2 separate regions of the Mus musculus genome follow, and region 1 is linked to region 2. The links are chromatin contacts, called in public HiChIP or PLAC-seq maps. All regions are on one chromosome and are shown on one strand. The core of a region is the stretch at or near the end of the contact, and the rest is flanking DNA. Distances in the headings are between cores, read along the strand shown.

Region 1 (4,010 bases), core at 432-2,931, 1.2 Mb before region 2:
GTACTAACATATAATAAATAAATCTTTAAAAAATATTTGTGTGTGTGTGTGTGTGTGTGTGTGGAGAGGGTGGAGGCCAGGGTGATTTTTCAGGAGTCCTTTCTCCTATCACATTGGTTATGGCGATTGGGTCAGCAGGCTTGGCAGCTGGTGCTGTTATAAGCTCTTGGCTTGCTGGCTCTGACTTGTTTACAAGTGGGTGAATTGCATCATGATTCTTACTGCTGATAGTGAAGTCTTTCCTTGCTTACTCAGGTCAGACGTAGGGGTCAAGCTTGTGTCACACTGCTTGTGTGACTGAGGATGGCCTTGAAGTCCTGATTTTCTGCCTTCTCCAATCCTGTGCTTGTAGATGTGTGGTACCGTGCCTGGCTTTGAGTATGATTTCAATGGGTGATTTAATATCTGAGAAGAGAAAATACTAAAGAAAAACTTTGAAATTAAACTTATGTCTTTTTTTTAAACCTCAAACTCCCTTTTCTCTAGTTAAGTCTTATATCTTCTACTGACCTGGATTGTAGATTAACTTTTCTTGGAATTATCTCACATCTGTGTTCCAAAGTACTTTAGAGAACACTGTAAGTTTAATATTTTCTGTTTTGAAGCTAAACCTCTTTGTTTGCTTTTATAATTAGGATATTTTGCTTGATTCATAGTAGCTACATTATCAATATTTAATGTGATTAATAGAGTTTAAGTGCCCACATCCAATTTTTTCTCTTAGTATGTTATTATTAAATAGATCAATGTTAAGTATAAATTTTCATGACATGGTAGGTCAGTGAATTGGTACAAACAAAGAAGTGAAACATTTTCACTTTTAATTCCTATGGGTAACTCACATTAGAAAATGCTCAGATTTATATAGTTAGTAATCTTGTTTTTCTGACTTAGTTTTTATTTTGAGACAAGGTCTCTGTAGGCCAGTTTAACCTGGAACTTGGTGTGTTTGTAGCCGAAGCTGACTTCAGGTGTAAAGTAGCCCTACTCTGCCCTGTGAGCACGGGGGTAACATGCGTACAATATGGTGTGATTTTAGAGAAATGCTTATCCAAAATCCTCATTGAGATCCTTGGAAGAAAAAACGTGTGGGAAATGGGTTTGCTTTTGTAAAGAGAAGGCATATTTAGAGTTTTTGCTGTACTTGTTTTTGTACTGGGTAAAAATGCCCGGGCACCTACATTCAGGAAATCTCTTTACCTTTGGTTTCTCATCAGCCCACCATGAAAACACTAATATTTTTCCTCTGCAATTTCTTCATTGAACCCCCATTTTTTTCCTTTAATGAAGCAATAGATTGGCACAAAACATCCCTCAACTGAAATGTTGAAGTTTGGTAGTAAAAAAAAAAAGTTAACTGCTTTTTTTTTTTTGTTGTTGTTGTTTCTGGAAAAGGGGTTCTCACTATGTAAAATGCTGGCTGTCCTAGAACTCACGTTGTAGACGAGGCTGGACCTGGACAGAGATCCTGCCTGCTGAGCGTTGGGATTAAAGGCGCACAGCACCAGACCTGGCTAAAGTTGTTTCCTAGAATGAGATGAGTAATTTGGAGGACCAATTCACTGTTGTGAAGTTCTGATAGTGGGTGGGTCTGCTCAACTAGCTGTTAGTGAAGGTCATACTTGATAGGCCTTTGAAGAGAGGTGTGCTAGCTATTGTATAAGGCAGGGATGCTTGTCAGGGAATTCTGAAGAAACAGTCCCCTAGAAAGTCCAGCCACATCAAGGAAGGATGCTGTAGTGGGCCTACACTCCAGTTTGTTGCTAAGGCAACTAATGTTTCTATTAAGTGGGCAAGTTTTCAGCTGTAAAGTAGGGTAGTAGTATTTGCTTCAGAGATTGCCACACAGATTAATTTACAGAACAAATTTAAAGGCTCCTTGCACTTGGTAGCCTCCATCTACCTGTTAATGTGTGTTAAGGCTGATGGTTAAATGCATTTGGTTCCTTGTAGAGACAGAAGGCCCAGTTAAGATTGATTCATGTAAGAACAGTTTAGTGCCTTTTAGGACATGAACTCTAGCCTGGCGCTTTCCCTGTGGTGTGAGGGCCGTGGCGGTTCCCCCCGTGAGTCGTGGTGTGAGGGCCGTGACGGTTCCCCCCCGCTCCCCCCCCCCCCGTGAGGCGTGGTGTGAGGGCCGTGACGGTTCCCCCCTGTGAGTCGTGGTGTGAGGGCCGTGATGGTTCCCCCCCTGTGAGTCGTGGTGTGAGGGCCGTGACGGTCCCCCCCCCCCATGACCAGAGGCTCCATGTCGCCTCCTACAGACAGAAGAAAGAATGAGTTTCTTAGCAAGGATAAAGGGCAAATAGCAGTTGTGTAGGCAGCTAATAATTTCTGCCTTACTCTTCTGTCCTGATTGGCTCTCTTCAGCGAAGAGCAAGCATTTACATGGTCTCTTCCTGAAGACTTATTTTCTGTCTTTAATTTGGAACATTAGTTTCTTTTAAATACTTGCCAGGTATCTCCTTATCCCATGTCTTCTATGCCCAGCAACAAAAACTGCAGAGAAGAAAATACTCTTGTTACAAAGCTATTTGCCACTGTTTAGCTTCAGGTGTATAGATTTAATTGAAATTTTGACTTTAAAAATTTTATTAGCTGGGCGTGGTGGCACATGCCTTTAATGCCAGCACTTGGGAGGCAGTGGCAGGCGGATTTCTGAGTTGGATGGAGGCCAGCCTGGTCTACAAAGTGAGTTCCAGGACAGCCAGGGCTACACAGAGAAACCCTGTCTCGAAAAACCAAAAAAAATTTTTAAAATTTTTTTAAAGATTAATTTATTTGTTTTACATATATGAATACAGAGTTGGCTTTCTTCGGACACACCAGAAGAGGGCACCAGATCCCATTACAGATGGTTGTGAGCCACCATGTGGCTGCTGGGAATTGAACTTGGAACCTCTGGAGAAGCAGTCAGTGTGCTTAACCACTGAGCCATCTCTCCAGCCCTTTGTAGCACGAGCTGGCCTTGAGCTTGTGTCAATCCTCCTGACTGTGTTTCTCCAGTGCTAGGATTTTAAGCATAGGGGACAACTCATTTTAAAAAATGTTATGCTGGTGAGATGGCTCAGTGGGTAAGAGCACCCGACTGCTCTTCCGAAGGTCCAGAGTTCAAATCCCAGCAACCACATGGTGGCTCACAACCATCCGTAACGAGATCTGACTCCCTCTTCTGGAGTGTCTGAAGACAGCTACAATGTACTTCCATATAATAAATAAATAAATAAAAATAATAATAATATGTATTTGGGGAATCCAAAACATTTAAAAAAAAAAAAGTTAAATTATGGGGATGGTAGCAAAAGAAAGCCAAAGTATTTATGTAATTCCTTTGCTTTTCATGTCCCCTTCCCAGATGCCAAGTGAGATTAGCAGAGGAAAAATTCTTTTGGATAAGTTTTTTATGTCTAAAAGCAAACCAGCCAACCTCTAGAGGCTCAGTGTAGTTAAAAAACCTGTCATGATTTTAGCATTCTGGTGAAAGGTCCCGGGTAGGGAATCCAGACGGACGAGTGCTGCTCCCAGCCAGAGCCACCAAGAGGGGAGTTACCCAACCCTCTTCCTCGGAGTCCCTTGGTCTGTGCATTTCTGTTTAGCATCCAATAGCATTTGCTTATTGGATCTGTATTCTCTATCACTATTTTCTTTACAGTCATGTGTAATACTGCTATCCCATTGTTTCAGCAGTATGAACTTGCTGAACAAAAAGATTCGTTCTAACAGTCCTGATCACTTTTTCTCTCTTGACTGTAATATAAATCCTCATCACTATTTTTATTGCCTATATTTTATACTATATTGAGACACTTTATGTAATAATTTTGTTTAATTCTTTTCTGATTGTTGGTTATTTAGGTTGATAATTTTTTTCCAGTGTTTAAAGTTGTGATAAAATACAACATAAAATTTACTATCTTCAGCTTTTTTTTTTTTTTTTTTTTTTTTCTTTTTGAGACTGGGTTTCTCTGTATAGCCCTGGCTGTCCTGGAACTCACTCTGTAGACCAGGCT
Region 2 (4,168 bases), core at 1,547-4,046:
AAGTCAGACACATAAATCCCGCTGTGTCCCTTAGCCGCCTCTTCATCAGATGTGTCAATTCATGAACATGCCAAGTTCCAGTCGGCTCTATCTCCTGGTGTCTGGCTGGTTCCAGCACAGAACAATCCAACCCACTAGCACACCAGTTTAGGTGCCTGCCTCACTCAGAGTCCATTCCGTTCCGTAATGAGCTCCTGTTCCTTCATCCAGCCTCCTGTGGGAATGAAGCCTTTTCCTTCCTTATTCCTTTTTATCTATAAATAAACAAAGCCGCTTCCCTGGCTGGCCCTTTGAAGCAGTTTCTATCTCTCACACTTGACTCAAGCCGGTCTTGAAGTCTATGCCTTCTTCATACTCAAGCTGAGTTGTGCTCGGTTTAGTTTTGCTTCAATTTGACAGTGACATCCAGGCAGGTAGAAGCAAATTGGTTAATCAATGAGTTTTTGGACTCTCCCTCACCAAGGATATGGTATTTCCTCCTAAGAACAATGCTCAAACTAGAGGTTACATTCCTAAGAAAGTTTAATGGCCCTTAATTAGCTGAGCCTATTAAAGTGAGCTCCTTAAGACAGACTTGGAAAGGATATCGGGTGAGTGCGTCTGTGAGGAAATGGATGTAACAGGTAACCTTAAGCTTTGCCTTTGCAAGAACCTGCAGGTCTCCTCTTGTTTAGGGAACGAGAGTTCCTACAGGCAGCCATCTTGGGCAGAGTAACCAATGAAGGATAGCAATCCTGGGATTAGCAATGTGTCATATTACCACGCAAAGCTAGAAGGGCAAAAGACATTGTTCTCTGACTCATACAACAAAACACAAACACACTCATGAGCAGACTCATTTGCTTGCTCTTAGACCTACTTCACCCAGACACCTCCCCATCCCATCCCACAGTGCCCTCCAGGCCTGGGACCCCTTAGGCTTCTCCATGTGCTGATCACTATCAACCTGCTGCATGAGCGGGAGCCTCTGCTCTCCAGAGAACTCTTCCTACTCTGCAGATGTTGGAGAAAGAGCAGCCTCCCCTGCCCCCCCAACTTTCAGTGTCTGAGGAGGAGTTAGGGGCATCTCCTTTGATATATTTTTCTGGATTTCTGGGGCGGGGCCTAGATTGTTTGTTTTCTGTTACTCTGTTTTAGGCATGGACCATGGCCTTTTCTCTGGGAAGACTGAATAAAGATGGTGCTTGCTCATCCATGAGTACACATGTCACCCACTTATCAAACCAGCACTAAATGACGTGGAGTCATTTAGCAAACACGTGACTATGGCACACAGAAACTATAAGGCTCAGAAATGTCATCTGCGTAGTTGCCTTCTTCCCCTCATGTTTTCTGTCCTTGAAGTTAGTATCTGTCTTGCTTTTTCATTTGCTTTATCCTTTGCGAATTTACCATCAGTCTATTCCTGCATACATTCCCCGGGGCTCTTCTTTAGATAGAGTGGAGGAAATTAATTGCTCTGCCAATCTCATTATCTTGAAATAGAAGCTTCTAGAGCCCGCTGGACAGGAATTGTTTAGAGGGATCAATACGTAGCCCTGCTTCCTGCTTGCAGGACACCTCACTTCCCACTAATCCAAGGACTTCCTGTATGCCTCTCTTGCATGAGATCTTTTGCTTCCTATCTTCCTATTCTGGTGGCTCAAACCTTCCCCCAGAGGCTCTTCCCTCTATAGTTGAGACATTTTGGTTACCCACCACCCTCTTTGTTCCCCTCTCTCTCCTCTCCCTCTCTGTCCCCCCTCTCCCTACAAGGTCCAGCTCAGCCTGGCCACGCCCATTCTGGCCTCTCCCAGATGTGTCTGCCTCTACCTACTCACCCTTGTATCTACAATAAACTTCCTCCTCCACCATACCTAGGAGCAGTTGTGTCCTTTCCTTTTCATTTCTGTTTTTTATTCAGTTTCCTCTGGCGGGGTGGGGGAGTGCACAGGAGATAAACTTTTTGGAGACCTTGCCTGTTGATAAGTACCATAAGTAGTCTATCTCTACCCTGGTGACTTGGAGGAATGATGAATGTTTCCTTGCTCCCGCTTTAAGCACGTGTCCTCTGGTGAGATCTCAACCGCCTTTTAATCTCCTTAGGCCTCCATAATTGCAAGCAATCCCTTAATAGAGACTTAACTTCATGTGTTAAACATATCCTCAGTATTCACACACCACAGCCACATTAGGCACCAGCATCACGGAGATGAAGGGGTAGGCGTTTTTTAGAGCAGAACACAAGCTTATCTCACAATTAAGTGTAGATGTTTTGCTTCATTGGTAGTCAATAATAATAATATAATAATAATAATAATAATAATATACTACTACTACTACTATATACACACACACATATGAAGAATCTTAAATTTCTTCTTGACATTCAGAGGTCTTAGTAAACCTATAAAGAGCAACTGATATTGTGTTTCTTTTTAGATTTCTAATGTCCATTAAACCAACTTGAAAATCTGCTGGCAATTTCAAGGGAGAGTAACGAATACGTGATTCAAGAACGAGTGAACAGGACAAATGGAAGTGTAACTTGTAGGAGCTGGCAGCGGGGAGAATTTTCTAGGCCTGACAGGGCAATGGGATAGAAAGTCGGGGCAGGTCTAGATTGAGAATGGCCGTAAGGATGTGTCGAAGAGAGAAGGCAAGATGTTAGTTAGTAAAGGCTGTCCAACACAAACTACGTGAGCAATGACCCTTAGTGAGCCAAAGTCACTCCAAGAAGCCAGGAACCCCCAATCCAAGCTGAAAAGGGATCACTCTCTTCTGAACCAACTGGAAACCCAGTTCTTCATTGTTATTTTAAAACCTTCAAGGGATTGGAGGAGGCCCGCTCACAGGATAAGGAGTGATTTCTCTTTTCTCAGAATGTACTGATTCAAATGTTAATCATATATTTAAATAACTTTACAGCAGCATCTAGGCCGGTTTGACTTAGGCTCACTGATTTTTTAAAATTTTATTTTATTTGTAATTCGTTTTTTACACTCCTTATTCCATTCCCTGCCCCTCCCCTCCCACCCTCCTACTGTTCTACATCCCACACCTCCTCCCCACCACACCCTGTCTCCACAGGGATGCCGACACCCCACACCCCATCTAACCTCTAAACTTCCTGGGGCCTCCAGTCTCTTGAGGGTTAGGTGCATCATCTCTGAATGAACATAGACCTGGACGTCCTCTACTGTATGTGTGTTGGGGACCTCTTATCAGCTGGTGTATGCTGTCTGTTGGGTGGTCCAGTGTTTGAAAGATCTTGGGGGTCCAGACTAATTAAGATTGCTGGTCCTCCTACAGGATCGCCCTTCTCCTCAAAGTCTTTCAGCTTCCCCAACTCAACAACAGGGGTCAGCTGCTTCTGTTCATTGTTGAGTGCAAATATCTGCATCTGACTCTTTCAGATGCTTGTTGAGTCTTTCAGAGGGCAGTCATGCTAGGTCACTTTTTGTGAGTGCTCCATAGTCTCAGTAATAGTGTCAGGCCTTGGGACCTCCCCTTGAGCTGGATCCCACTTTGGGCCTGTCACTGGACCTTCTTTTCCTCAGGCTCCTTTCCATTTCCATCCCTGTAATTCTTTCAGACAGACACAATTATGGGTCAGAGGTGTGACTGTGGGTGGCAGCCCCATCCCTCACTTGATGTCCTGTCTTCCTGCTGGAGGTGGGCTCTATAAGTTCCCTCTCCCTACTGTCAGGCATCTCATCAACCCCTGTGAGTCCGGGGAGTCTCTCACCTCCCACGACTCTGGTGCACTCTGGGTGGGGGGTCCCCCAACCTCCTATTTCCTGAGGTTGCAGGCTTCAGTCCTTCTCCCTCACCCAGTATCAGATCAGGTCCCCCCTCCCCATTCACTATCCCTCTCAAGTCCCTCCCTCCCTCCCCACTTATGATCGCTTTCTTCTCTCTCCCAAGTGAGACTGAGGTGTCCTCACTTGGGCACTTCAGCTTGCTGAGGCCCACTGATATTTAAATTCCCATCATATTCAGTATACGGAATTTGTCCTCCTAGAATGGGCAGTTGTCAGAGAATGGTGAGAGGGGACTCCATAGCCCAGAACAGAATAACCAGCCGAGTTTGTACATCCCTCCTTTTTCTGTTATACACAGTGGCAGACAGTACATTACACCAGTACATTACAGCATTTTATAGCATGCTTTATTCATGTTTTATGTC

The links. HiChIP or PLAC-seq counts read pairs in DNA pulled down with a chosen protein or histone mark.
Region 1: a contact with region 2 is called in an H3K27ac HiChIP or PLAC-seq map of embryonic stem cells, with 4 times the contacts expected there. The contact joins two enhancer-like sites. A contact is called at or near these places in 11 of 39 promoter capture datasets (the 3T3-L1 cell line, the HPC-7 cell line, cranial neural crest and 6 more) and 2 of 115 datasets of contacts at active chromatin or transcription factors (astrocytes and embryonic stem cells).

What each region holds. Positions count from the first base shown.
Region 1 is chr15:8,085,117-8,089,126 of GRCm38.p6, reverse strand. The region is part of intron 3 of Wdr70 (WD repeat domain 70); the gene reads left to right. Among named protein-coding and RNA genes, the nearest start is that of Wdr70, 12 kb to the left of the region's middle. Within about 2 kb of position 1,681, at least 20 of the 459 cell types and tissues checked have an H3K27ac peak or open chromatin away from gene starts, as enhancers often do. A contact at or near this core is called in embryonic stem cells, where this site is marked.
Region 2 is chr15:6,902,374-6,906,541 of GRCm38.p6, reverse strand. No RefSeq gene overlaps it. Among named protein-coding and RNA genes, the nearest start is that of Osmr, 30 kb to the right of the region's middle. Within about 2 kb of position 2,796, at least 4 of the 459 cell types and tissues checked have an H3K27ac peak or open chromatin away from gene starts, as enhancers often do. A contact at or near this core is called in embryonic stem cells, where this site is marked.